Regions from separate parts of the Mus musculus genome. Here all the other regions are linked to region 1. The links are chromatin contacts, called in public HiChIP or PLAC-seq and promoter capture Hi-C maps. All regions are on one chromosome and are shown on one strand. Each heading gives the region's core, a stretch centred on a gene start, on an enhancer-like site or on the middle of the called end of the contact. The rest is flanking DNA. Distances are from core to core; before and after follow the strand shown.

Region 1 (6,133 bases), core at 2,876-5,375:
GTCTCCTGACCAGTGCAGATAAAAGCCTAGAGACAGCCATCTTTCATGATCTCAATGGATGGGAGATTTCAGGGAAGGGGTGAGGGGGCTCCTTTCCCTTCCAGTGTCTCCTTAATTTTTTTTCTATCCTGATTCATTAAGGACTTCTAACCACCTGCTGAAACTGAGATAATTATCAACCCTGCCAGTTCTTGACAAAATTGCTTACTTATGAATAGCTCTCGCCAGTCTACCCTAATTATCCCTTTATTTAAACCTCATGTCACTTTCCTGAAGACAGACTTAGGGCAACTGAACTCCTGTATCTTGTTTCTATTCGCTATATGGCTGAAATGATTAAACCTTTATCTCTATTTTTTATCATTACTTATCACGTTCCTTGGCACATCAAGACAGTGGCTGAGTCTAGTCTCTCAGTACTCCCTGATGAGCTAGGTTTGCCCTAAAACTCCTCTAACAATTTAAACAGAAGACAATGGGAAAAAAATTGAAACTGTGAGACAAACACACATTTTCCAGGAATATATTGGTTATCAACGTTTATAAGGAAAGGAAGGGCTTGAATATATTAATTAAGTGGGAAAAATCTTTAAAGTACTCAATAGTTCTCATGTAAAATGTAAAGAACAGAGGAGTAAAGCTTTGAAATCATGTTAATCCATATATAAATTCATTCCATTCAATTATTTGGAAAATGCAAGCAGACTTACTGTGTGTTGCAAACCAAAGGTGCACTGAAGACAGGGATAGGTTTTGGTCCTGGGCTTGCATAGCAAAGAAGTGAGTCATTTAATAAACAGTAAGATAAACATATGCCCAACAAGAAATAAATGAATAATATGGGTAAAAATACTAGCAACGTTAAGCCATATCGTAGGTTGAACAGTGTCACAAGGAAGATATGAGAAAGTGGTAGCCAGAACCTACCAGGACAAAATGTAGCCATACTGAAGTCCCTACAGATGGGATCATGTTTAGGTGAAACTGTGGGAGGTCAGGCTGGGCTCAAACCAAAAGAAGAAACTCAGAAGGAAGACCCTGCCCACCAAATGTGTGTTGGGTTTCTGCAGCACCCGGATTGAGAGGAGGTCGGTAGAGTGTGCCAGGGCCTTCAGGAGCTGGACTCGCTCATCAGCCCGGAACACTCGGGAGCTGGACTCGCTCATCAGCCCGGAACACTGATCTCCAGGAGCGAGGGATCCTTCTTCCCCTCTAATCTTCCACCAGAGTTGCCGGTACCTTGTTAGAGCAGCCCAGAGACGCCAGCACACAGAGGACAAGGCTGAAGAGGTGAAAGTGAGCAGCCAGGGGACTCCAAAGGCCTGGATGACTGTGAGGACACCATGGCATCAGAGCCAAAGGGCTGGGGGACAAAGGGAGGAGCGCTGAGAAAAGAAGACAGGGCCTGGCCAGAAGAGGAGGGCCTGGCCTGACAATGGAAGGGGTAAGGGGTCTCAAGGGCAAAGGACAGCTGTGAAGTGTTCACACGAAGCACTTGAGAAGTCTTGTCTGTGTTGAGAGATCTCTAGCTGTGGCATAAAGAACTGTCTGTGAGACAGAAGCCTGCGGCAGGGACACAGTACAGGTGTAGAGGAAATCGTAGACTTCAGGTACCTCGAAATGAAGGTAAGAGTCCTCATGTGCTGCCTGTGGAGGAGTTTGAGCTGGGGCAAGCCAGGGAAAGCAATGCAGATCGCTTAATAATAGGTACTCATGGCTGACTCCACAGCCTAGGAATTCAGTCCCATGTCACCATCATGGATGCTTTTAATTTCCTTGGTTGCAAATTGGCCAGAAGGGTGGACCCCATCACCATGACAGAGCAACTACAGTTACTCTTCATTTCATATCCTCACTGATGTCGGTCCAAAAATCATCAGGAATAGCTAACCCACACACCAACTCTAAACAAATGACACTAAAACCACTGAATAGGGAGGGTCCTCGGCTGGGTATCGTGGACACGCCCTGTGTTCCTTAAAGCACAACTTTAGAGCACATCCAAATGACCTTGACACCACCACCAGCTTCTCCTCCCACTCCTCCTCCCCCACCCCTCCTCCTCCTCTTCTTTTTCTTCCCCATTTCCATACCTTTGGTGAAGAGGCATACTTTGGGTGGAGCACATACCTGAGAAGCAGAGTAGCCCAAATCTGAAAAGTACAGAGGAGGTAACAAAGACAGCCTGGGCGTGCCTCTGGGAGAGAGGAGGAAGCCTTAGGTTGGGCAATGCTAAATGGATGGAGGATATTGGACTACTACATCAGAGCCCATTAAACGGTGAAGAAGACAGACTATGACTGTCACTGTTCAGACTAGTGGAGGTGGCTATGGCATCAGTGATCACACCACCAAGGGAAAGAGCAAGCCCTGATCATATGACAGAGGCCATGCACGTGTGCACAGGTTTATGTTCTGACATAAAGACTTAGAATCCTGGGTCCTCACTGTTTACACGAGCAGTTAGGAGAACTTCACACATGAACTAATTGTGTTTAACAGCCTCCTGTGGATTGACTTAAAACCATTAAACAATGCATTACCAGTTCATATTCCATGGCCTGCCCCTTCTCCAATAACATGTGTAAAAGTAAGATGGCTCAGTCTGCATGATCGTGGATACTCCAAACTGTCCAGTGTTATGTCACCCTTGAGCAATCTACCACCCCAGAATTGGGATAGCATCGCCAGCCACACAAGGTTACTAGGGCCATGTTTATCCCATAGATCCATAGAAACACCACTATCTTTGTCTATTCTAGATCAATGAGTTAGGATGTGAATGGCCAAGGGGAAGAATACTGTGCCCATCCTACATCTGCAAGTACTGACTGTATATTCATTGCTGGCCTTGGGGGCAGATACCATATGCACCAGTCTACTGGATAGGGCTGCTTCACTATGTCCTATTGATGGAATGTCTATCTCGGTTTCGTGGGACAGGAATCCTGTGGTACAGACACCATTGGCAGCCCATTTCTCTGGGTAAGGGCTGTGTGGATTATAGGATTCAGCTGCTATCTATCCAGCATGGTGAGACCTGACACTATATTCATCCTGGGACTTTTTATTTCATTTTATTTACATCCCAAACGCTACCCCCTTCAGGTCACCCCTCACAGAGACCCTTTCCCACCTTCCCTATCTCCTCTGAGAGGGTGAGCCCCCACTGGGTATTCCCCCAACCCTGGTGCATCAAGTCTCTGCCAGATTAGTCACATCCTCTCCCACTGAGGCCTGTTGGGCTATGGATACCACAGTCAGGCTACAGCTTTAGGAGAGCCTCTGCCCCAGTTGTGTGTGTGTGTGTGTGTGTGTGTGTGTGTGTGTGTGTGTGTGTGTGTGTGCACATGGAGACTGAGCTGCGCCTTTGCTGTTTATGTTTCAGGGGCCTTGGTCCATCCCATGTGTGTTCTTTGGTTGGCAGCTCAGTTTCTGAGAGTTCCCAGAGGTCCAGGTTAGTTACTCTTTTGGCCCTCATGTGGGGTTCCCAGCCCCTTAAAGACCTTCAATCCTTCCCCCAACTCTTCCATAAAAGTCTCCGACCTCAGTCCAGTGTTTGGCTGTGGGTCTCTGCATCTGTCTCAGTCAGCTGCTGGCTGGAGCCTCTCAGAGGACAGCTATGCTAGACTCCTGTCCCCAAGCATAGCAGGGTATCATTAATAGTGTCAGGGATTGGTGCTTGCCCATAGGATGGGTCTCAAGTTGGGCTGGTTATTGGTTGGCCATTCCTCCAGTCTCTGCTTCATCTTTGTGCCTGCATTTCTTTTAGGCAAGACAAATTTGAGGTGAAAAGTTTTGTGGGTGGGTTGGTGTCCTTATCCCACTGGGGTAGAAGTGGGATTCCTGCCGGCTGCCTGGCGGGCTACTGGAGCAAGGATGCCATCGGACCCTGGCAAACTCTCCCCAGCCGCCGGCTGCATCTGTGGAACCCACGAACCCTCCGCTTTCTGGGCAGTCTGGAAGAAACAGAACTAGGTGAGCACGTTGACACTTCTTACAGAAATGCACTACTGCAATAACGAAAGTTGGACGCTCTTTTAAAAAAAAAAAAAAAAAAAAAGTCAGAACTCTCGCGAGAAGAGCCAAGCGCCAGGTTCGTACCCGTAGATCTCGCGAGAAGTCTAAGCGCCTTTCCCGGCTGTCGGAAGCTGCGGACTCGTCCCGGCTGTTGGGATCCCTGGCGCGATGTCGTCCGCATACTCAGTCCGATCCTTCCCAGTCAGCATCCCTGCGGTGATCATGGTAACTCGCAGGCTCTAAGTGGCGCCGGCGTTTGGTGGGGTTTGCTAGTTCTTGCGAGAACTGCGCAGGGGCGGGCGGGCTGCCTGAAGCCGCTCCCTGCTCCGCTGGATGGGGCAGCTCCCGGGTGCGCACCGGCCGTCCTCTGAGTCCCCAACACCAGTGTTCACCCCGGTGGCGTCTTAGCGCCATACATTGACTTCCCTGCCAGTGTCTGGAGAGACTCTCAAGTGCGCTGTCTTTCCGATGTGGCACAGAAGAGATGAGCGTTACCCAGTAACTGGACTTCAAGCTGTCCCCAAGAGCTTTAGGGCTCCAGATAGAGGAGCTGGTCTTGCCTTGCGGAGCCGTGCCCTTGGAAAATGGCATGGGAAGCTCTAAGAAGTCGGGACTAGGAACTTAATATTAGTTGGAGACAGAATCAGAAAGATTGGAGCCTTGGGGACTGTACTTAAGACCCCAAAGCACACTAGCCGGCTGCATGGTGCAGAAGTGTCAGGGACAGTCAGCTCTGCAGGTTAGGATGGCTCTCATTTCCAGACCTCCATGCACAGAGGAGCTTGGTGTACGCAGCTTCACACATTCCAAGTTAACATGACTTTACTTAGCTCGTTAGTTTAGTTGATAATAACCCTCTAGATTTCACCCAGTCCAAAGAGGCAAGTGGACAGTAGTTTCCATCCTGTGTGCTCAGACTTTAAAATCTTTATATAAAAATCTGTGACTGTGTTTGCAATTGAGGCATCGCTGTTTCCTCTCGCTTGCTCCTGCTTGTCTGAGAGTTCTGGTTGTATACAAACACCAATGGAAGACCCCCAAACTCAATGGAAGGGACCAGTAGCTCCCACTCCCCACAGGAAAGCAGTTTCGTTTCGCTGCCCTCCAGGTTTCTAACGCTATCTCCTCACAGGAGACAGACTGGACAGAGCCGTGGCTCCTAGGACTCCTTGCCTTCCACCTGCTGTGCCTCCTTCTCACTTGCTTCTCCTCACAGAGGTATAAGCTACAGATCGGGCACTTCCTGTGTCTGGGTGAGTAGGAGAACCTTGAATCCCTCTGCTCACTCTCATTGCTGCGATACTGCCCCTGGGTTTGTTTGCGTTGTGTTTTCACAGCGTTTCCCAAGCCTTCATTTCTATATGGAGATCATGAAGTAATCTTTGGACATGTTCTAGGTTGGTCACTAAGGATGCCAAACATCTGTACACTAAGATGTTGATTCTCTTATGCTGACTCTTACACAGATAATTCCTGCTTTGAGTTCAGTGCAATTTATCTCTCATGTAGATGTTTTCTTGCTGGGGTTAGTCCCATACTGCCTGCTCTGGAAATCAGACTATGCATATAATATTACTTTTGGTTATTTTTAAAGATAATGGCTTTAGGAATTCTATGTAGGGATTAATTAGGTACGTGAAATGGAGAAAGATAGAGTCTTTATTGCACAGAAACAGGCACACAGTAAAAGTTCTGGTACTTGGCCAAATGGGGACATTCACTATTTTGGGCCCCTCAGTTGGGTCAGAAGGATACAAAGTAAAATGTCAGGAAGAAAAGATGAGTAACAGCTGACTGGCCTAGGTGTGAGGTCTGGCCCCAGTGAAAATAAGTGTTCAGAGCCCCCAAAATACAGGGTGGGACATGGGAAGGAAGCTGGCTCATAGGTCAGATACCACAATCCCCAGGAGCAAAGTGTCCCAAACTGAGTGGTTACAGGGTAAATACTTGATTTTTGTGGACACTGGAAGGGTGGGGAGAGTTTTCTTGATGAGTGGAAAAGCTGATTTTAGACAGTTAACCAGGGAACCGAGAGGCAGGAAATGTGAGCTTACAACAGAAAGGTGTCCATTCTTCATTTGGAATATTTTACCTGAGAAATTTTGGGGTTACA
Region 2 (6,062 bases), core at 1,222-3,721, 580 kb before region 1:
AGACATGTGCTTCCACCAGAAGTATAGGACGCACGATGGCACGTGCAACAATCTACAGCACCCGATGTGGGGTGCCTCACTGACCGCCTTTGAGCGCCTGTTGAAGGCTGTGTATGAGAATGGGTTCAACACACCCCGGGGCATTAATTCCCAGCGTCAGTACAATGGGCATGTACTACCCATGCCCCGCCTGGTGTCCACCACACTGATTGGGACAGAGGTGATCACCCCCGATGAGCAGTTTACACACATGCTGATGCAATGGGGCCAGTTCCTTGACCATGACCTAGACTCTACAGTGGTAGCCCTGAGCCAGGCCCGCTTCTCTGACGGCCAGCATTGCAGCTCTGTGTGCAGCAATGACCCTCCCTGTTTCTCGGTCATGATCCCCCCCAATGATCCCCGGGTGCGGAGTGGCGCCCGATGCATGTTCTTCGTGCGATCGAGCCCCGTGTGTGGCAGCGGCATGACGTCCCTGCTCATGAACTCTGTGTACCCTCGAGAGCAGATCAACCAGCTCACCTCCTACATCGATGCCTCCAATGTGTACGGCAGCACAGACCACGAAGCCCGCAGCATCCGGGACCTGGCCAGCCACCGTGGCCTGCTGCGTCAGGGCATTGTGCAGAGGTCTGGCAAGCCCCTGCTTCCCTTTGCCACCGGGCCACCCACTGAGTGCATGCGCGATGAGAACGAGAGCCCGATACCATGCTTTCTGGCCGGCGACCACCGTGCCAACGAGCAGCTTGGCCTGACCAGCATGCATACGCTGTGGTTCCGGGAGCACAACCGCATTGCAGCAGAGCTGTTGAAGCTAAACCCGCACTGGGATGGGGACACTGTCTACCATGAGACCCGCAAGATAGTCGGGGCAGAGATACAGCACATCACCTACCGGCACTGGCTGCCCAAGATCCTGGGGGAGGTGGGCATGAAGATGCTCGGTGAGTACCGGGGCTACGACCCCAGTGTCAATGCTGGCATCTTTAATGCCTTTGCCACTGCAGCCTTCAGGTTCGGTCACACTCTGATCAACCCTCTGCTCTACCGGCTGGATGAGAACTTTGAGCCCATCCCTCAGGGCCATGTGCCCCTCCACAAAGCCTTCTTCTCGCCCTTCCGGATTGTCAACGAGGGGGGCATCGACCCACTTCTCCGAGGGCTGTTTGGAGTGGCAGGGAAGATGCGCATTCCCTCTCAATTGCTGAACACAGAGCTCACGGAGAGGCTGTTCTCCATGGCCCACACAGTGGCCCTGGACCTGGCTGCCATCAATATCCAGCGAGGCCGGGACCATGGCATCCCACCCTACCATGACTACAGAGTCTACTGCAACTTGTCGGCTGCTTACACCTTTGAGGACCTGAAAAATGAGATCAAGAGCCCTGTGATCCGGGAGAAACTGCAGAGGTGGGTATTGGTAAACTGAGGCACCTTGATAGGTATGTAGATGTCAAGAGACCTTGGCTGTGAACTGTGATGTCACCGTCTCTAGGTTCAAGCTTCAGTGGTGAGAGAAATCTGTGGTGACTGAGATTGGACAGCCTGTGGTCTGCTGGCCAAGATGCTACATACAGAGCCAGCCTAGGGTTGGGGTAGTCGTGTTTGCCCACCTCTTTGTGCTCAGGAGGTAGACTTTGTAAACTGTAAGGAGTTTTCTGTTGAGATAGCAGTTATACTTTCCTAGCTGGGACAGTAAAGTCACATGGCAAATGGGCCTCAGACTGGCCAGCCTCCTGGGCCTGGCTCTCCACCTATAGTGTGACTCATGCATGAGTGGCTATTGCTCATACAAGAGGAGAGCTGGCCTGGGAGCTGAATAACAGATGTGGAAGTTTCATGGGAGATGAATAACCCACCACTCAGAGGATAGAACTGGTCTGCTCGGGATTTGGTTATCTCATCTAGGGCCAGGCTTCTTCGGACCTTCTGCCTCCTAGGGGCTGTTCAGACCTGAGGCGTGCAGGAAGGTCTCCCTTGTGAGATACTGCAGTTTCTGAATGACAGCTGCCTCCCTGTGCTCCAGTGCACTTACATAATGGGATTTGATTATTGGCGAGGGAAGCACGCGAGTTCTCCACGGGGACAATATATCTTTTTGTCACCGTTATGCTTAATTGGGATTTATGCTCACTGACTACTTCATGGGGCATCATGTCCCCATCCAGATGGCCACGGATGGCTTTCCCAGTTCATTTTTGCTTTTGCTTGCCAAAATATTTCAGAACTTCTTGGTTTCTGGTAATCTTGCCACTGCTGCTGCTGGAGATGGTGGGCCTGGACCAGCTGTAAGGGGAGAGACCTTGGCAAAGACACGACGCATGCACGCGCACGTACACACATACACACATACACTAGTCATTTATTCTTTCTGTGAACTAATTACAAAGAGGAAAAAATGAGATGTGACTGGGAGGAGAGCTGAATGGCCATGAAAGCCTGGGCTGCCAGGATTTTCAGCAGGCCTTGGGGAACGCAGCTGTCGTCTACTGTCCTGGCAGCCTGTTGAAGTTTTACATTTCAGGGCAGCCTGGAGATGAAGACGTGGGCTGAATCTGGGCTTCTCTCCCTGGTGGGGTCCACAGGCTACCCCCCCTCCGGGGGGGAGGCTCTGTAGTGCCATGGAGAGCATCCCCAGCAGACCTGAAACATATCCTTCAGCCTTCTGCTACCCCTTTACAGACGGGAGGGCAAAGAGCAGGCATCCTGAGGTGACACTGTCATCTGGTGCCCGCGCAGCAAAGCCAGCAGCCCTCTCTGTCCTCATGGCAGGTGACTTCCAGTAAGGCCTGGGAGGCTTAAGGCCAGGGTGCTTGTCCCTGAATGTCAGTGACCACAGTTTGTGCTTGGACAAGCTAGATGGCAGCTTGATGAGAGTAGATTTGATGGAAGAGGAATGTTTGTCATGTTGGGAGATGAATGTATGTCTTTTCCGATAGATTATAGGGTGCTCCACTGTCGCTCCAAGCCTGGTGGGGAATGGAGGGTTGGGCGTAGGGGTTGGAAGATGTTATTTCAGACTCCAGCACAGTCTCTTGCAGCAATTGGAACCAAGACTACCTGGTGCCTTGTAAGCTCTTAGAAAATTGCACAAGGCTAGAAAACAAAAGTCTTTTGGCATTGCTGGTTCTTTCTGTATCTTTCTGTATGGGCATACATATTCCCAGGGCATGGAGGACCTAAGAGAATGCTTGTTAAACATTTGATAATGTTTAAGCTTCATGTTAGATATCTACCCTATTTAATTAACCAGCATTTCCATTGACAAATACATTTCTCTATACTGTAGGGTTTAATCTTATTCTTTTCAATTAGACTATTCATTGTTCTTATACTTAAGGAAAAGGATAGGTGTGAGGAGATAGATAGGTTGCCTCATGAACTTGGGTGATTCTCCCTGGAGCACAGGAAAGAATTATGTCTTAATTTTCTTATGTTTTTGGCTTTCAAATCACTTATAAGTAAATATATATATATATATATATATATATATATATATATATATATATATCCCTCATATATACAAGGAAAAGAGGAAAATTCTTTAAAATGTGATTAAAGAAGATTTAAAGAAATAGCAATGAGCTCTCTTTGTCCAGGAAATGTCTGGAGGATGTATGGGGGCCTTTTTCCTGTTTGCAGTGTTTCATATCCCAGGCAGCTATGATGAGCACACTCAACTTTGTCCTTGTCTATTGCAGGCTGTATGGCTCGACTCTCAACATTGATCTGTTCCCAGCCCTCATGGTAGAAGACCTAGTACCTGGCAGCCGCTTGGGGCCCACACTCATGTGCCTGCTCAGCACACAGTTCCGACGCCTGCGGGATGGAGACAGGTGGGTGCTAGAAAACCTTGTCTTACACTGTTGGTGTGGATCTGGGGCAGAGAGGACCTGTGCTTGCTTAGGACAGGGAGAGCCCCTTCCCACTTGCTGCCCTTCAGATGGCTCCGTACCTCCTCAAGGCTGCCTGGCACCTTACCCTTTCAGGCTAACACACCTGAGTCCCAGGTACCATTGGCCTCTGGAGCCAGTGAGAACGGATATATTTCCAGGAGCCTTTTGACCATCCCAGGCAGTACCAGGATTAGAGCATTGTTGTTTGTTTTGTTTGGGTTTTTGAGATAGGGTCTCACTTGTATAGCTTGGGCTGGCCTCATGCTCAGATGTGCACCCTAACAACTTTACTGAGACTTGAGGCTTTTGGCAAGATGATTTTTTTTTCTTTTTAATAATGTTAATTTACTTTAGGAAATGGGAAAGAGGCCAAAGAATCAGCTGAGGAGTTTAGTTAGAAGTTTCACTATCCATCCTTTTGTCAAGAGTAGCCATCTTCTTGCTGTTTTCTCTCATTTATTGGGTGGGAATTTGAACAATGGTGGCTATATACTTTTTTTTAATTCCTGCTAACTGAATCCATGATTTCCATATTGGCTTGAATCCTTGTGGCTGACATTCTCCCTGCCCTCTGCTGACCCCACTGACCCTGCTCTTGTCATCCCCGGAGTCCAGGTTGTGGTATGAGAACCCAGGCGTGTTCTCCCCCGCCCAGCTGACTCAGCTCAAGCAGACGTCCCTGGCGAGGATCCTTTGTGACAACTCAGACAACATCACCCGTGTGCAGCAGGATGTGTTCAGGGTGGCAGAGTTCCCCCACGGTTATAGCAGCTGTGAGGACATCCCCAGGGTGGACCTGCGAGTGTGGCAGGACTGTTGTGAAGGTACATGCTGCCAGCACCCTGCCCTGCCCTCACTGTGTCCCCATTACTGCTGCTTTGCCTGAGAACGGGGAAAGTGGCCTTTGCCCCTCGTTGTGGGAATTGTTTGTGATTGCTTTGCTTAGTGAACGGTGACATGGTCTGAGGGAAGAATGTCCAGTTTTATCTTTTATTGTAAAAGCACCTAGCCTTGAGCCTTAGCTATATAGGTTGGTAAGTCCACGCACTCTGCCTCTTGATGAACGTAGGAGGCACCCAAGGCTAGAGGGTTGCTTTACCCTGTAGATGTACACTATAAAGTGTGGGTGGAAGTTCAGTACAGAAGATGCTCACACCAACCACTGAGCCAAGTGTGGTCATAAACTCCATGCGCTTAATGTCACATTTTGTCCTACTGTGAGTACAGTGCACTTCTCGATGGCAGTTATCACCGCAGATGTCTCACGTTAAGATGTCACTAGAAGATCTTTTGCAGCCTCGTTCTAATCTTAGTCTGCACCTTGTATCGAACAAAATACTATGCAAAAGAGGACAAACCTTGAGTGAGTTTGCATTAGCATAGCTAGCATTTAACCTATTGAGCAGCTTCATGCGAGTGCTTGTGCACTGAGCCCCGTGAGTCCTGCCCACAAAGGATAACAACCAGCCCCACCAGGAAGCACAGCAAACGCGCTATGCAATGCCGATGCCACCCTGTAACTTACAGGAAGGAGCTAGAGGGTAGCCTGCAGGTGTGAGAGGTCTTGATGTTAGCTCTGGAGAACCTAATAATGGAGTCTGCGCAGTACGTTCCCGTCAGCCTGGGCAGGCCTGCTCCCGCCATGTCTGTCCATCTCACAGAGGCCACCAGCACAGCCTAGCAGCCACTGGCTTCTGTGGTGACTATTCTACAGTCTCTTTCCCACTTTACATTCTTGAGTTCCTCTCTTGGTTAACCTCTTTTTCCAGTTTCTAATTGGACTGCAATTTTGGCTTTATTCAAACTATGATCAGAGCCCCATAGATAATAAAGCTGGGGACATTGACAGCCTAAGCCAAGTGACATAGTGTTTGTGGTGAGAGGAGGGCTCCAGAGGACGGATGCTCCAGGCACTCACGGTTCTCAGCCCTGCCCTACCCATTGGACCCTGAACAAGATGGGCCACGTAAGGCTGGAAAAGCACACAGAGTTCAGAACTGTGGTTATTTTTTCTGCTAAAGTAGTCACTCAAGATAATTAGTAAGTACTAAAATCGGGCTGGCTTTGGAAGCTGCATTTAATATCCTAAGAGGGTGCTTGGCATGGGTGCAACTGTACATGAGTGTGTATGACCATGTGGTTTGTCCAAAGTGATTGTTTTGCATG
Region 3 (6,506 bases), core at 853-3,352, 740 kb after region 1:
ACAGCGTAATGCAAGGATAACACACTACCAGTTAAAGCCCTGAGAGTACGTCAAGTCCTAGGTTTACTTCAATCCAGTAAAAAATATTAAATGTATAGTAAAAATTGTTGATCTGTCCATGGATAGGCAGTAGGCACGTGCCTGCGATGGTGTTCACTTAGTGGAGGACAGGACAGCTTGCGAAGTCTTTTCCATCTACCGTGTGGGTTCTGGGGATCAAACGAGGTCATCATCAGACTTAGCAGCAAATAGCTTTTTACCTGCTGAGTCACCTCACAGGCTCTAGATAGATAATGATAATTTTATTACTTGTTTGTTTATTTCATTGTTTTGAAGACAGGATTTCTTTGTGTAGACCAGCCTGGCCTCAAACTCAAGAGATTCTGCCTGCCTGTGCTTCCCAAGTGCTGGGATTAAAGGCTTGTGCCACCACCCGCAGCCTGGACATTATTCTTAATTGTAATATTTTTGAGATCTGAAAAGAAATGAAAGCCTTTTTTGAATCAGTTCATTAATAAAAGTGAAACTCTGGGGAAAAACCATCACCAGGAAAGCCACTGCGTATATTCAGTGCCACCAAATCCTGTAACCCTTTTTAGTGCCTGTTCTCTGTGTTGGGTCACTCGTGGCATCCTCTCAACTTAAGGAGCATTAAATATGTGATGTGTGTCTGTATATTTGTATGTCGGGGGCTTACTGCAGCTGCCTACATTCAGAGCTGGTAGCCTGCACTCACCCTTGTTCATTTTATATCAGAGGCTTAAACTCCCCCCCCCCCCCCCCCACACACACACAAAGAGCTGAGGGTTCACTGGTATTTTTCTTCAGAGTATTTGAAGAAAAGGTGTTCGCTTCCGTTGTCTCTTTAGGAAGAAAGCTGAAACACAGGAGTATAACTGAAGTATAGTCTGAAGGTAGAGAGTGAGAGATTGTGCTAGTGGAGAACCCACAAGTAAGACTGACAGTGTGGGCCAGTTTTAGGTAAGCTTGCTTTTCTTTCCACAGGAAACTAACCAAAGATGTCACAGAAAAGATGGCGCAGGTAGAAGTGAAATTAACTGATACAGCTTCACAGAGTAACAGCACAGCTGGAGAGCTCGGCGCACTGCAGGCAGAAGCAGAGAGCCTTGACAAGACCGTGAAGGAGCTGGCAGAACAGCTGGAGTTTATCAAAAACTCCGATATTCAGGGTGAGAAATCTCAAACCTGGATAATAAATGACCCTGTATCTACCCACTTAATACTTTCTAAAAACAAACAAAAAAGTGTTCTAACAGTTTTAAATCTTTATTAATTGAGTCTTTGGCACAAGTGGGGCTTAAAGTTCTTGGTTTTCCAGTACGGGACCTGGGGACAAGACATAGTAGAGGCCCTACTGCATTAAAATGTGGTCCGTTTCTCAGTTTAACTCCCTGGCCTGTCCTTAGCCTCTGTGGCTACTAAAATATTGTTAATTCTGCAAGTCCTTTTGCATCTGAGATTACTGCTTACTTAGTAACTCAAAAATATTTTAATAATCAATAATGCAGGCTATATCATACCCTCCCCCAAAAGCAAAGGTGACATATGTTAATGACACAATTCCACAGTAGTCATTTTGTTTTACTAGGTCCCTATAGCCAAAATGTACTGTGTTCTTTATGTGTGTAATAATTGTTTGAATGGACCCAAGTAGATAAAGAGAAACAGTCACCTGGACACCTCCAGGCTCCCTGACACCAGGATTTAGATATTTGCCTAAATACAGAAATGGTGTGTGCATGATGGCTTGACTTCTTTCACACCAGTGCTTGACCAGGGGCTGATGGGACAGAAGAGATTTACTGTTCGTAACATGGAAACTCTGCTTCCCTCCAGATTTCTTTTCCCCTTGAATCCTAAAGCCAGTATAAATCAGGGCTATCAGATACCAAAAATGGGCACTGTTTGGGGAGGACCCAGGGACAAGGAGGTTAACTGTGGGCAATTTCGCTTCCTGTCCCAGGCGCCTTGGATAGCATCACCAAGTATTTCCAGATGTCTCTTGAGGCAGAGAAGCGGGTGAATGCCTCCACCACAGACCCCAACAGCACTGTGGAGCAGTCTGCCCTCACGCGAGACAGAGTAGAAGATCTGATGTTGGAGCGAGAGTCTCCGTTCAAGGAGCAGCAGGAGGAACAGGCACGCCTCCTGGACGAACTGGCCGGCAAACTGCAAAGTCTCGACCTGTCGGCTGTTGCACAGATGGTGAGGCTTGGCGTTTGCTCTCATTAGCTCTGGGTTTTTTGTTTGTTTTTTGTTTTTATAAAGAGACAAAGAAAACAGACACCTTCTGCCTTGCTCCAGTATTGCTGTTCGTAATCCTGTAGGGGTGACTCCTGAGCTCAAGGTGCTGGGCTCCACTGTCAGTTAGCCGTGATCAAGGCATGGGGAACAGAGCATGTGTGTGTCTCCCTGCCTGCTCCTGCCTCAACTGTTCCTCTGGGCAGCCCCTCCCCCACCTCCTGTATCTGCTGAGGGACTTGACTTCTGAAACTAGATCCTTTTTATAGTGTGGCCTTCAAAACAAAACAAAAACAAACAAAACAACAACAAAAAAAAAAAACAAGAAAAAACCTTGCTTGTTTTGCTTTGAACTGCAACATCCAAGTGGAAGAATTTAAAATTGTTCAGGGACAGAACCTTTTTCCATCGGTGTTTGCTAAAATGTTCCTTTGTTCCAGTAATATTACCTGGTAAAGCTTAAGGTCTGAGCTGGCCTCAAAGAGCAGATTAATTTCTTAGAAGCTTTTAAAAAGTAACTCTGGAGCCAGGTGAAATTGAGTAGTGAGTTTAATGAAAACCAGGCAGAAGGCCAAAAGGAAACCAAGCCAGGTTTCCCTGTGGTTTTCCTCTTCTTTTTCATGGGAGGAAACCTGAGACAACTGAGATATATTTTTATATATACACCAACATTATCTTCTAGTTTTTCTCAGCCTAGACAGAGGAATCTTTAAGAGTCAGGTGGGAAGAAAACTGGCAAAGACACTCATTTTATGGCCCTGGGCCCTAGGTACCTTGGATAGTAGCACCAAGTATTTTCAGGTCTCTCTCAAGACATAAGAGGGTGACTGCCTCCACTGTAGACCCCAGCAGCACCGGAGAGCAGCAGTCCCCACTCCTGTAGCAGCCATGTGTACTGGAGACAGGAAAACCCTTAACCATTCTGTACCTGCCATCGCCCCTCTTGCCCACGTCTGCAGTCAGAAACAGACAAGCGTGTCACCCATCCTGAACTGTGGTCAGTTTTTTTGGACACCTGCAAAGTTTAGGGGTTGGTATTATCTTCTGCTTTCAACAGAGTGGATCTTAAAGAGTGGGTGGAAATGGGTGTGGAGTGGCGGCACCCTCTCTGTGCAGGCTTTTTTTGTAAGACGTGGCTTAATGGTTTTTTTTTTCTCACTGTTTTTGTTTCAGTTATCCTGTGATTATTTCTGTAGGTTCTCAGCTGCCATCTTCTTGTGAATTGACTTTTTCCTCTTTGTGTTCCTCAGTACTTCCTGATCTTCACTGAGGAAAGCTCAGCTGTGCTGGCTCTCTGTCCTTGTTCATGTTTGTTGAAACAGAGCACATCCAGTGTGCTTGCCAGAGAGCTCGTAGAAAGCACTCCTAAGACTTTTAAGTTCGCATCTTGAGTGGGCTCTTTTTCTGCCGTAACACATAGAAGACAATTATTCCAACATGCTTATGGGCTGTAAACCATTATTGTGGCTATTAACATATTTGGGATTATAGGTACTTTACAAACATTTGAGCCAAAAGAGTTCACAGCATCTCTACTAAAAATACCGTCTTTAAAATGATACTTTTATGTTGGGGGTAGTCTGGTAACTGCTTTCCATTGCAGTACATCCTGCTTGTCTCAGTACAGTTTTCATAAAGTGCTAAGTATAACTTAGTTCCTGCACAACTCTTTCCGTATCACACAGAATGCCTGTAATTTCCCTGTTTGCATCTGTATTTCATAGTCATGTGCTATGATCTTTAGGAAGTTTCTGCTAAGGAAAAAGGACTGAGTGCTCACTAGCTGGATGGGGTGGTTGAGGGAACTTGAGATCTATTCCCCTGTGTTCACGCAAACTGTTCTTTCCCATCTGAAGTGTTCTAGCACTTTCCCTACTCAAATCCTACCCTCCAGCTTCCCTGTCTGTATTAAGTTCTCAGCTTTTCTCAATACACCTCCCCGACCGATGATGCAAGCTATGTCCAGGTTACATGCCAGATAGCAGGCCAAAATCACCAGAGTACTTGTTGCTGAGTCTAAACCAGCCAGGACGCTGAATTGGCAGAACTTGAGAAAGATCTGAGTTTGGGTAGATGGTATTGGAGATTAAAGTTCAGTGGGGGCGAGCTGGGTGGTTCACGCATCTCTGCACACTCTCTATTCCTGTTCATGTTTGTTGAAACAAAGCAGATCTAGTGTGCTGTACACTTTTTATGTGTCCTGTCCACCTTTGTCCTCTGGGCCACCCAGCCATTCTGTTGCTGACTTACCCGGAACCCCCGTTCCCAACCCTTGGCTTATTTCAGACCTGTGGAACACCTCCAGGGGCTGACTGTTCTGAAAGTGAATGTGGTGGCCCCAACTGCAGAACTGACGAAGGAGAGAAGAAGTGTGGGGGGCCTGGCTGTGGTGGTCTGGTCACTGTGGCCCACAGTGCTTGGCAGAAAGCCATGGATTTTGACCGTGATGTCCTGAGTGCCCTGGCTGAAGTCGAACAGCTCTCCAAGATGGTGAGTCAGTGGATGGCCTCAGGTTTCGCTGTTTGTTGGCTTGCAGTTGTAGGGAGGGTCTGAAAAGGAGTCAGTTCCACATCACTAAATTCACTGTCCAGTGTAAAGCTGATGTTTCTGTGTGGTCAAAAAGGTGATGGTGAGGTTCTTAATCACTTAATCAGACCGGGAATTTGCTTTCTCTCCATGGGAATAGCATGTATGTTAGGAGAAAGCAGCGTAAATCTTAGATAAGCCATATGCGTGAACAAAGTTGAGCACGGTTCTAGAGTGACATTCTCCTCAGTCCACAAGCTGTTTTAGAGCCAAAACACAGCTTTGAACACATTTCAAACGCTAGCCCTAAGAATATTGAACAGGAATGTGCATATTGAGTGCTTAAGTCTACATAAAAGCATCATATTTTAACAGACAAATTTGCTTCTAAGTTTGTTGCCATCAGCTTGTTTGACCCTGCTTTAGAGAGAGCAAGCTGGTTTCATAGATGGCTTATTTATTCTTCATGTTTAGGTCTCTGAAGCAAAAGTGAGAGCAGATGAGGCGAAGCAGAATGCGCAGGATGTCCTGTTAAAAACAAATGCTACCAAAGAAAAAGTGGACAAGAGCAACGAGGACCTGCGGAACCTCATCAAGCAGATCAGAAACTTCCTGACTGGTCAGTGGTGGCTCGGTTTTACTTGGACTTTCAGACATTGGTTCCTGTGAGATTCTGTTTGAGAGGCCAGAATTCCTGTCTGAGTTGTAGGTAAAATAAGTTTCTGGCAAGAAATAAAGTAACGGAAGAAGTTCAGCTTCATTTCAAGCTGAACGTGTAAGTGCGTGCCTGCAACCCTAGAACTTGAAAGGTAGAAGCAGCGTCAGTGATAAAAAGACGAGAGGAGACCTAGCCTGCCTTAAGGAAAACAATATGTGTGTGCATGTACGTGTACAAAGGTGCCCAGAGATGCCAGCGGGATGTCAGATCCGCTGAAGCTGTCCAATTGAATGCTGAGCTCCAAACTCTGGCTCTCTGATAGGGCTTGAAGCTAAGCCCTCTCTTTATTTAGCTCTTCCTTTCTTGAAGTATATGCTGTGATTTACCTTCCAAATGTTCTGCACTGCTGTACCTGCTGGGGCTCCTAAGCAGCCTCTCTAGAAGTGAAAACATTTGCTCTGAAAACTGAATTAGAATTTCTGTCTTGAGGACCTTGAAGGTGGTCTTCCTTTGGCAGTGCCCCCAAGGCAGAACCTAGCAGTTGGCATTTTCTGTGGAGAAATCTCTAGAATCTGGTTCAAATTTTAAGTTTTGATTATAGTACATGTTCTATCAATATGGATATTACTGGTGTAAAACACAGAAAACTCCCAACTGAATTAGAATTAAGAATTTATATCACACTGGGCAGTGGTGGTGCACACCTTTAATCCTAGCACTTGGGAGGCAGAGGCAGGTGGATTTTTGAGTTCGAGGCCAGCCTGGTCTACAGAATGAGTTCCAGGACAGCCAGGGCTACACAGAGAAACCCTGTTTTGAAAAACAAACAAAAAATTTAAATCACATAACAAGTCCAAAAGTAGTGTAAGTTCATGGGACTTTGCCTCTCCCTCTTTTGCCATATTAAGCCTATCAACTTCATTCCTGAGACAGCCCCATCATAAGTTACAGTCTGACATGGTAACAGTGGCTGATGAGGAAGAAGACGACCCCTCCCTCCCTACTCTTTTGCTAGCCCCTTTTTAGGAGGATAGAACCCTTTAGGCATTCCCATGCATCT
Region 4 (6,395 bases), core at 120-2,619, 680 kb after region 1:
TTGGCATTATATTATTAGACACCCATTGCAGAATGAAACCCTTTCGACTGTAGGGTACTCTCAATCCCTGCAGGCTGTGCAGCCAGCCGTTGGGAATCCCAAGCATCTGCGGGGCCAAATACTGGAGAAACTGCATCGGGGCAAGGGCTGATTTGGAGAATAATTAACACAGGTTTCTAAACTCCAAGAACAGCGAACTCTATGGTCTAATGATTATAAACTTCCCTAGGCCCAATTTCGTTTCAGCTGAGTTAAAAACTGACCAATCAGCCGCTTAATCCCTTCTCCTTGTGATGGCTGGAAAGCAATCACACCTGACTAGTCTAACAGCTGACTTAAGCTCCCTCATTCCAGGGTCAGACTAAGGAACACTTAAGGCAGACAAGTTGGGCTCTTACAAAGGTTTGGGGTCTGTGGTCCCCAAGCTCTTTTTCCTTTCTAAGGTTTCCCCAGTGACAGAGACCTTCTGTTTACCCCCACTTAACCTTGAAGCGCTATGAGAGGCTTCCTTAGAGCACCCCCCCATTTCCCCTCCCTGCGTGCTTAAGGTGGTTGCAGGATTCTGTTTGTAGTGTGGAGAAGGGTGTCTCATCAAAAATCTCCAACTTCCTGGCTGTGTCAACCCTTCCACCGTGAAGTGGGAAAAGGAATTCAAGAAATTACCCGGGATCAGGTAACACAGGTTATTTTGTGTATATTTTAACAGAAGAGAATTCAGAGCTATAACCCCCTGGGTACCAGAGATTATAGGTACGTCCCGAATAAATTCGTGCGCAAAGAATGTGCAGCCACTGGTGTCCTTCCTATGAAATAGGAAGACACCACACATGTAGCACCCACCCACGCAAAGCTCTAGCTCTTTGATCCTGAGTCGTGGTGTAAGGATGCTTATAGGAGCTCAAGTTCCTAAGAGCCAGACAGGTTGACCCTTTTTCTAAGGGCTTAACCTAGCTCACCTCCCTCTAGCGCTAGTTGCCAGAGTTCCTAGCCTTGGGCACATTTCGTGACTCACTTCTTATAAACGTAAATGTATAAGTCCGCGGTAGGTCCTACCGGCCCCCTTTGCCGGCCGATCTACACACCTACCTCCGGGACCAGCCCCGACGCATCCCTCCCCAGCTTGCTCCACTTGGGAAGCGCGCCCAGAAACGGACCCGCCAGCCCACGCTGGGAACTCAAGTACCAATGCCCTACAGCTTCAGCAGACGCTGCCTTAAAACAAAAGAGGCGCCTGGGGAGGTGGGACCTGGACCTCAACCCCCACCCCTAGCCAACTTGCTGTCCTCCGCCCCCTCCGCCCCCGCTCTCCATGTGCGCATGAGCAGAGACGCCTCCCTCGGTTCCTCCCTAGGCGAAACTTTCTAATTCCCTTCTTTGGGCCGGTGGGCTGCCAGGAGCGGGTTGAGCGCTCGCCCAGCCGGGTGAGGAGAACAAAGTAGTTAAGCGACTTGACCCCCTTCCTGGGCCCAGCCCCCGCTTCCGTGGGAGCGGCAGGAAATGGAAGGGCCCCTCTCCTCTCTCCCAACATTTGCCTTTTCTCCCCGCTACCTCTCCAGAAAGGAAGACCCGAAGAAAAGACAGGCAGCTTGCCTGCTGCGTCCTCCTTCCCGTGCCGCGTCCCCTCGTCTGCGAGGACTGGACATGGGGCTGCTCCAGGTGTTCGCCTTTGGTGTCCTAGGTAACTCAGTAAGGGTTGGGGGGAGGGGTGTGCTCCGGCATTAGGGAAGAAAACCCCCAAACCGGTTTGCCCCCGCTTTGAAGGCAGTTTTGGGGGATCGGGGGAGAGAGAGTGGTTGGAAATGACGCCGTGAGATCGCCACCGCTCTCGCTTCGGTGGTGGCCAGGGACCGCGCACGCGGAGCTCCGCGGACCCGCATCCACTGGGTTCTGCGCACAGAGCTCGCGCTCCTGCAGGTTTCCGAGGTGATCGCTCCAGGGCTTTGCACCTTTTACCAGTTAAACGCTGTTTCCCCACTGCGGAAGGCAGGCTCCCTGCTGTGGCTGGGCAGACTGCGGAGGGTCCTGGAAAAACCAATTACGCACAAAAGTGTCGGGGCCCAGAGCAGGCTTCGACTTGGGAACAGATTGGAGCCATGTGGCTTTAATTAACCATCCTTGTTTGTCTCGGGGTGGCACCATGAACAGTTGGGCCGGGTGCTTTGCTGGAATGGCGAAGCGTTGAAGCCACTACAGAGACACACCAGTCGTCTCTAGCTCAGGGCTTCTGTGGCAAACGCGGTGCCTCACCCGGCGCAATCGCCGGTGACCCTGGCGCGTGCACGCGGACATATTTTTGTGCCCCCCCCCCGCCCCCAGACTAACCACACTCACACCGAGGATGCGCGCACTGCCATGTGCACGCGGGTTTTCATTAGCGGGTGTGCAGCGCTTGGCAGGGTCAACCTCACTGCGCCCTGGTCCAGGCACTTCGAAGTGACCGGATCACTCTGTCCACCTTTCATAGAGGGGTAGATCAGAGTAGACAAAAAAGTCAGTTGTATTTTCTGGGTGCTGCGCTCAGCTGACTGCTAGTCAAACCTAATGACGATTCTGAGTCTTTTTTTTTTCTTTCATCCTTCTGTCTTTTCCTTGTCCCAGCTTTCCAGGCCTTTTCTGCGCCTATCTCTCCACCGTGTTTTTTCTATGTAGTCTCCTTTCTTTTTAATCCTCTCTGTCTGCCCCTCCTGCTGTTTTCTTTTGCCCTGGCTTGTCGGTTGCTTTTTTTTTTTTTCTTTCTTCCTAACCTTGTTGCTTTTCTTTTCTGTAGCCCTATGGGGCACCCGAGTGTGCGCTCAGGAACCGGAGTTCAGCTATGGCTGCGCAGAAGGCAGCTGCTACCCTGCCACTGGCGACCTTCTCATCGGCCGAGCGCAAAAGCTCTCCGTGACTTCGACATGTGGACTGCACAAACCAGAGCCCTACTGTATTGTTAGCCACCTGCAGGTAAGACACGAGTCTAGAGAATGCATTGTGGGCTGCATCCTCCTCCTGGCCGATCAAAGGGGCTTGCCCAGGAGACTCCACATCCTGCTGTCAATCCAGATAGGAAGTACAACCAGCAGAGGAGCCCCGGGATGAAGCCAGTAGCTCAGTCCCAATCTCCATTTGCACAGTCGCACCCGCCAAACATTTCCTGCCACCTAACACCACCATCAGTAGGAGAAGCCCGGGGCTGCAGATGAGCTTAGCCTCTGTCCTGTGCCCTGTACGGTCCCCTGTATTTTATTCTGTTGTTATTTATACTGTTTGATCAAACCCTTTTGAAATTGTGTATTGTAGATGGTTCAGTTCTCTTCTTGCATTGTTGGTGTTGGGTTTCCATCTTTGGCTTGAGTATAAGGACGCCCCAAGCGCTGAAGTCTTTTCGAGGTGATTCAGTCAGGATCAGACATACTTCCTTACTGAAAAATGCCCTGGTTGTCATGGCATCATCATAGTGGAAGACGGAAATGAAATTAATGAGGGGCATATGCTTCTAAAAGTGGTCTCAGGTTTTAGATTTCATTGGCCATGTTTAGATAAGAGCTAATGTGAGTTTTATCTCCACCACCGTCCTCCCACCACCCCTACCTCACTCTCCGGGGAAAAATAAAAAGAGGCTGGAAATGGAATGGGGCCTCTGACAGTAACAGGTGTTAGTCTGTGGGTGACCTGGGCTTTGCACATGTAATATAATGGCGTCACAACATGGCCAAGTGGATTCCACTCCTTTGCTTCCAGGTTTATCCAGAGCTGTCTAGACTGCTTCCTCCTGATTAGAGGGAGGCTATAATTAAACTTTTTTTTTTTTTGTAGTTCTGGTAATTGTTCTTCAGAACAAGTTTCCTTGACTACAAGTTAATGAAGGCAATTCATGTTACCTTTTCTAATGTTAGCATTTTCATTTCTCCTAAAATGTCTTGCTAACATTTACTTCAGAGGTCAGAGTGCTCTCTGTCCGTGAGTCACCAGATCCTGAAATCAGCTTCGTCCACAGTGAAAACTTCACTTAAAAGCAAGGAGCGCCAGACTCCCCTGTTTGTATGATTAGCTGTGACACTGTAGAATGCTTGTCTGAGATCTCAGGATCTCCCCTCTCTGTGAAACACTGAGGAGTAGAGAATGAAAACATGGTACTGTAGTTCCTGATCCCTTTGTACCCCAGCCCTGACTGCCCCAGGGGTCCTGCCCCATCCCCCATCTTTTGGTGAGAAGTTAATTAAATAGATGCAAATGTTAAAGTACAGTCTATATTGGCATTGTATTATCTCTGACTAAATTCTGATTATAAGATGTGCATTGGTCTGTAGCTATTTCATGCTTAACATCATTTTTAGATGTAAAAATAATCAGTATTCTAGAAAATGTAGGCACAGAGCCAAGCTCCAAATGAGAACAGAAGTCCTAAGTGTTGTTTTTGGTTCACTGTGACATGCTGTGAAGAGGAGAGATCTTACCCTAGAGTGGCTGTGGCTCCCATTTAGAAAAAAAGAAAACAAGAAATGAATTTACTTCTATGGAAACCAAAGTCTGTCCTCATTCTAGCCTGTGCTCATGTGGGATCCTCAGAAGTGCCCTCCGTTCATGGTGATCCCAGCACAGGACTTCCTGCCCCAGATACTCTGAGCAGTTTGCAGGTCAGCCTGCTCCCCATCCACCATCCTTGGATAAAGCAGAAGCTAAGAACCTGGTCCTTCAGGATGCGTTTGTTCATCTATGGTTCCTGCCTCACGTAGGCTTTAGAAAATCAGGCAGACAGTTTTGGGTTTTGTTCTTGTTTTTGTTTTCCTTTCCTTTCCTTTTGCACTATGTCAGCAAAAACTCTCCGTTACCTCTTTTGCATGTGACTTCTGAGGAAGCTGCACACAGAGATCAAGATGTAAGCGGAGACATTTAATTTTGATTAAATTAGTAGCTTATGGAAACAATGCCCTATTTTACTCTTGATCTTAAGTTGCAAGAAAGGAAGAAATAGTTTTCTGGATCATTTTGGACAGTTCAGTAAGTTTAAAAGTGAGAAATAGGCCATATATTATATAATTTTTCCACATTCATCTTTCTTGAAGGTGGTCGTCTGTTTTCTGTTCTGTGGATTTAATGACTTTTTTTTAAATGACATTGTTTCATGGACCCATGCTACTGTTGTGCTTTTAGGAGGACAAGAAATGCTTCATATGTGACTCCCGAGACCCTTATCACGAGACCCTCAACCCCGACAGCCATCTCATTGAGAACGTGGTCACCACATTTGCTCCAAACCGCCTTAAGATCTGGTGGCAATCGGAAAATGGTACGTGATGCCTGTGGGAGCACGTTCCTTGGAGTGTGCCTGGGAACTGGGAAGAAGGTCACATGGGTATTTGTGACTGTGATTCGCTTCTTGGTTCTCTGATTAGAGCCCTTGACAGAATTACTGTCTGGAACACTCATCTTGCTCAGTTAAATCTGACCCTCCGTCCTGGAGTTTGTGCCCTGTTAGGAAGCAGCCTTTGATGCTAGACCAAAGGAGTTTGCGTAGGCCTCACCCTGTGGGGGCTTCTGGGGACTGTGTGTGTGCTGAAGGGAGTCAGGGGAGAGAGAGAGAGAGAGAGGAGCGAGCATGGGAAAGCTACACACCTCAGGCCTGTCACAGGCCTGTCACCTTTTTTTTTTTCTTGTTACCAGCCCTCAAGGAAGGGGGTGGATAACAAAAACAATGCATAGCCCCTCCCCCACCTTCCAGCCACAGAAGATTCATGAAACAACTGATAGTCCCATAAAATAAGAACTGTGACAAAACTGGGCAGCTTGCCTCCTTGTTTAGCAGTGTTGTGAGTGTAGCCTATGCAAATCAAACAATCAGATATGATAATGTTGCTAGAAAACCATGGCTATGTGAAATCTAGGGAACAAAGGTACAGTTGGTGAACCGGTTACTTAATTCTGTAGCTTGGATCTTAGTAGTTTTTTTTTTTTTTTAAAAACAACTTGTTGCTTTATATGAAACACAGGTTGGCTTCAAACTTGAAACCCTCCTACCTCAGTCTTAAAATTGGATTCCCAACCTGAGACTGCCATGCATGCCGGACTTCATTACATCCTCTTATTTTTAAAATTATAGGAGCCCTTGTACTGAACGTAAGCTTCCATAAACAACCTGGAAACGGCTAGATCTGCTCATTAGGTGTCATGTATCTTTGGCTGGCACTTGTCATTTTCCCACCCTGTTATGAGGAATTCCTTTATGGCTTTCAGTAACTGGCAGGTTTTTTTACAAGGACTCGGATTCTAGTCTAGTTTATTGGTCAGTCTTTTTTTTTTTTTTTTTTTTTTTTAAATATTTTCTTTTCTTTTTTTTTAAGGTTTATTTATTATTATACATAGGCACACTGTAGCTGACTTCAGATGCACCAGAAGAGGGCGTCAGATCTCATTAC

What was found. Promoter capture Hi-C pulls out the DNA fragments that hold promoters and counts their contacts. HiChIP or PLAC-seq counts read pairs in DNA pulled down with a chosen protein or histone mark.
Region 2: an H3K4me3 HiChIP or PLAC-seq map of forebrain shows a contact between it and region 1, with 10 times the contacts expected there. The contact joins the enhancer-like site here to the promoter of Tmem18 in region 1. A contact is called at or near these places in 4 of 39 promoter capture datasets (the 3T3-L1 cell line, the C10 cell line, embryonic stem cells and 1 more), 2 of 115 datasets of contacts at active chromatin or transcription factors (forebrain and stem cell-derived neural progenitor cells) and 1 of 9 other capture datasets (pancreatic islet).
Region 3: a contact with region 1 is called in a promoter capture Hi-C map of cranial neural crest. The contact joins the enhancer-like site here to the promoter of Tmem18 in region 1. A contact is called at or near these places in 5 of 39 promoter capture datasets (the 3T3-L1 cell line, the C10 cell line, cranial neural crest and 2 more) and 4 of 484 Hi-C or Micro-C datasets (cerebral cortex, cortical neurons and embryonic fibroblasts).
Region 4: a contact with region 1 is called in a promoter capture Hi-C map of the C10 cell line. The contact joins the promoter of Lamb1 here to the promoter of Tmem18 in region 1. A contact is called at or near these places in 5 of 39 promoter capture datasets (the 3T3-L1 cell line, the C10 cell line and hippocampal neurons), 1 of 15 datasets of contacts at CTCF or cohesin (the NIH/3T3 cell line), 1 of 484 Hi-C or Micro-C datasets (nephron progenitors) and 1 of 115 datasets of contacts at active chromatin or transcription factors (stem cell-derived neural progenitor cells).

Annotation. Positions count from the first base shown.
Region 1 is chr12:30,580,318-30,586,450 of GRCm38.p6, forward strand. Tmem18 (transmembrane protein 18) reads left to right here and starts at 4,126. Exons shown (of 5, transcript NM_172049.2): 1 at 4,126-4,245; 2 at 5,153-5,273. The coding sequence starts at 4,189.
Region 2 is chr12:30,002,015-30,008,076 of GRCm38.p6, forward strand. It overlaps Pxdn (peroxidasin), which reads left to right. Exons shown (of 23, transcript NM_181395.2): 17 at 1-1,410; 18 at 3,702-3,836; 19 at 4,512-4,720. Among named protein-coding and RNA genes, the nearest start is that of Gm15691, 54 kb to the right of the region's middle. Within about 2 kb of position 2,472, at least 79 of the 459 cell types and tissues checked have an H3K27ac peak or open chromatin away from gene starts, as enhancers often do. A contact at or near this core is called in forebrain, where this site is marked.
Region 3 is chr12:31,318,914-31,325,419 of GRCm38.p6, forward strand. It overlaps Lamb1 (laminin B1), which reads left to right. Exons shown (of 33, transcript NM_008482.3): 25 at 1,006-1,190; 26 at 1,985-2,226; 27 at 4,549-4,752; 28 at 5,263-5,407. Among named protein-coding and RNA genes, the nearest start is that of Dld, 29 kb to the right of the region's middle. Within about 2 kb of position 2,103, at least 21 of the 459 cell types and tissues checked have an H3K27ac peak or open chromatin away from gene starts, as enhancers often do.
Region 4 is chr12:31,263,924-31,270,318 of GRCm38.p6, forward strand. Lamb1 (laminin B1) reads left to right here and starts at 1,370. Exons shown (of 33, transcript NM_008482.3): 1 at 1,370-1,678; 2 at 2,768-2,943; 3 at 5,134-5,269. The coding sequence starts at 1,642. Gm32899 (a long non-coding RNA gene) reads right to left here and starts at 1,169. Exons shown (of 2, transcript XR_381427.4): 1 at 1,087-1,169.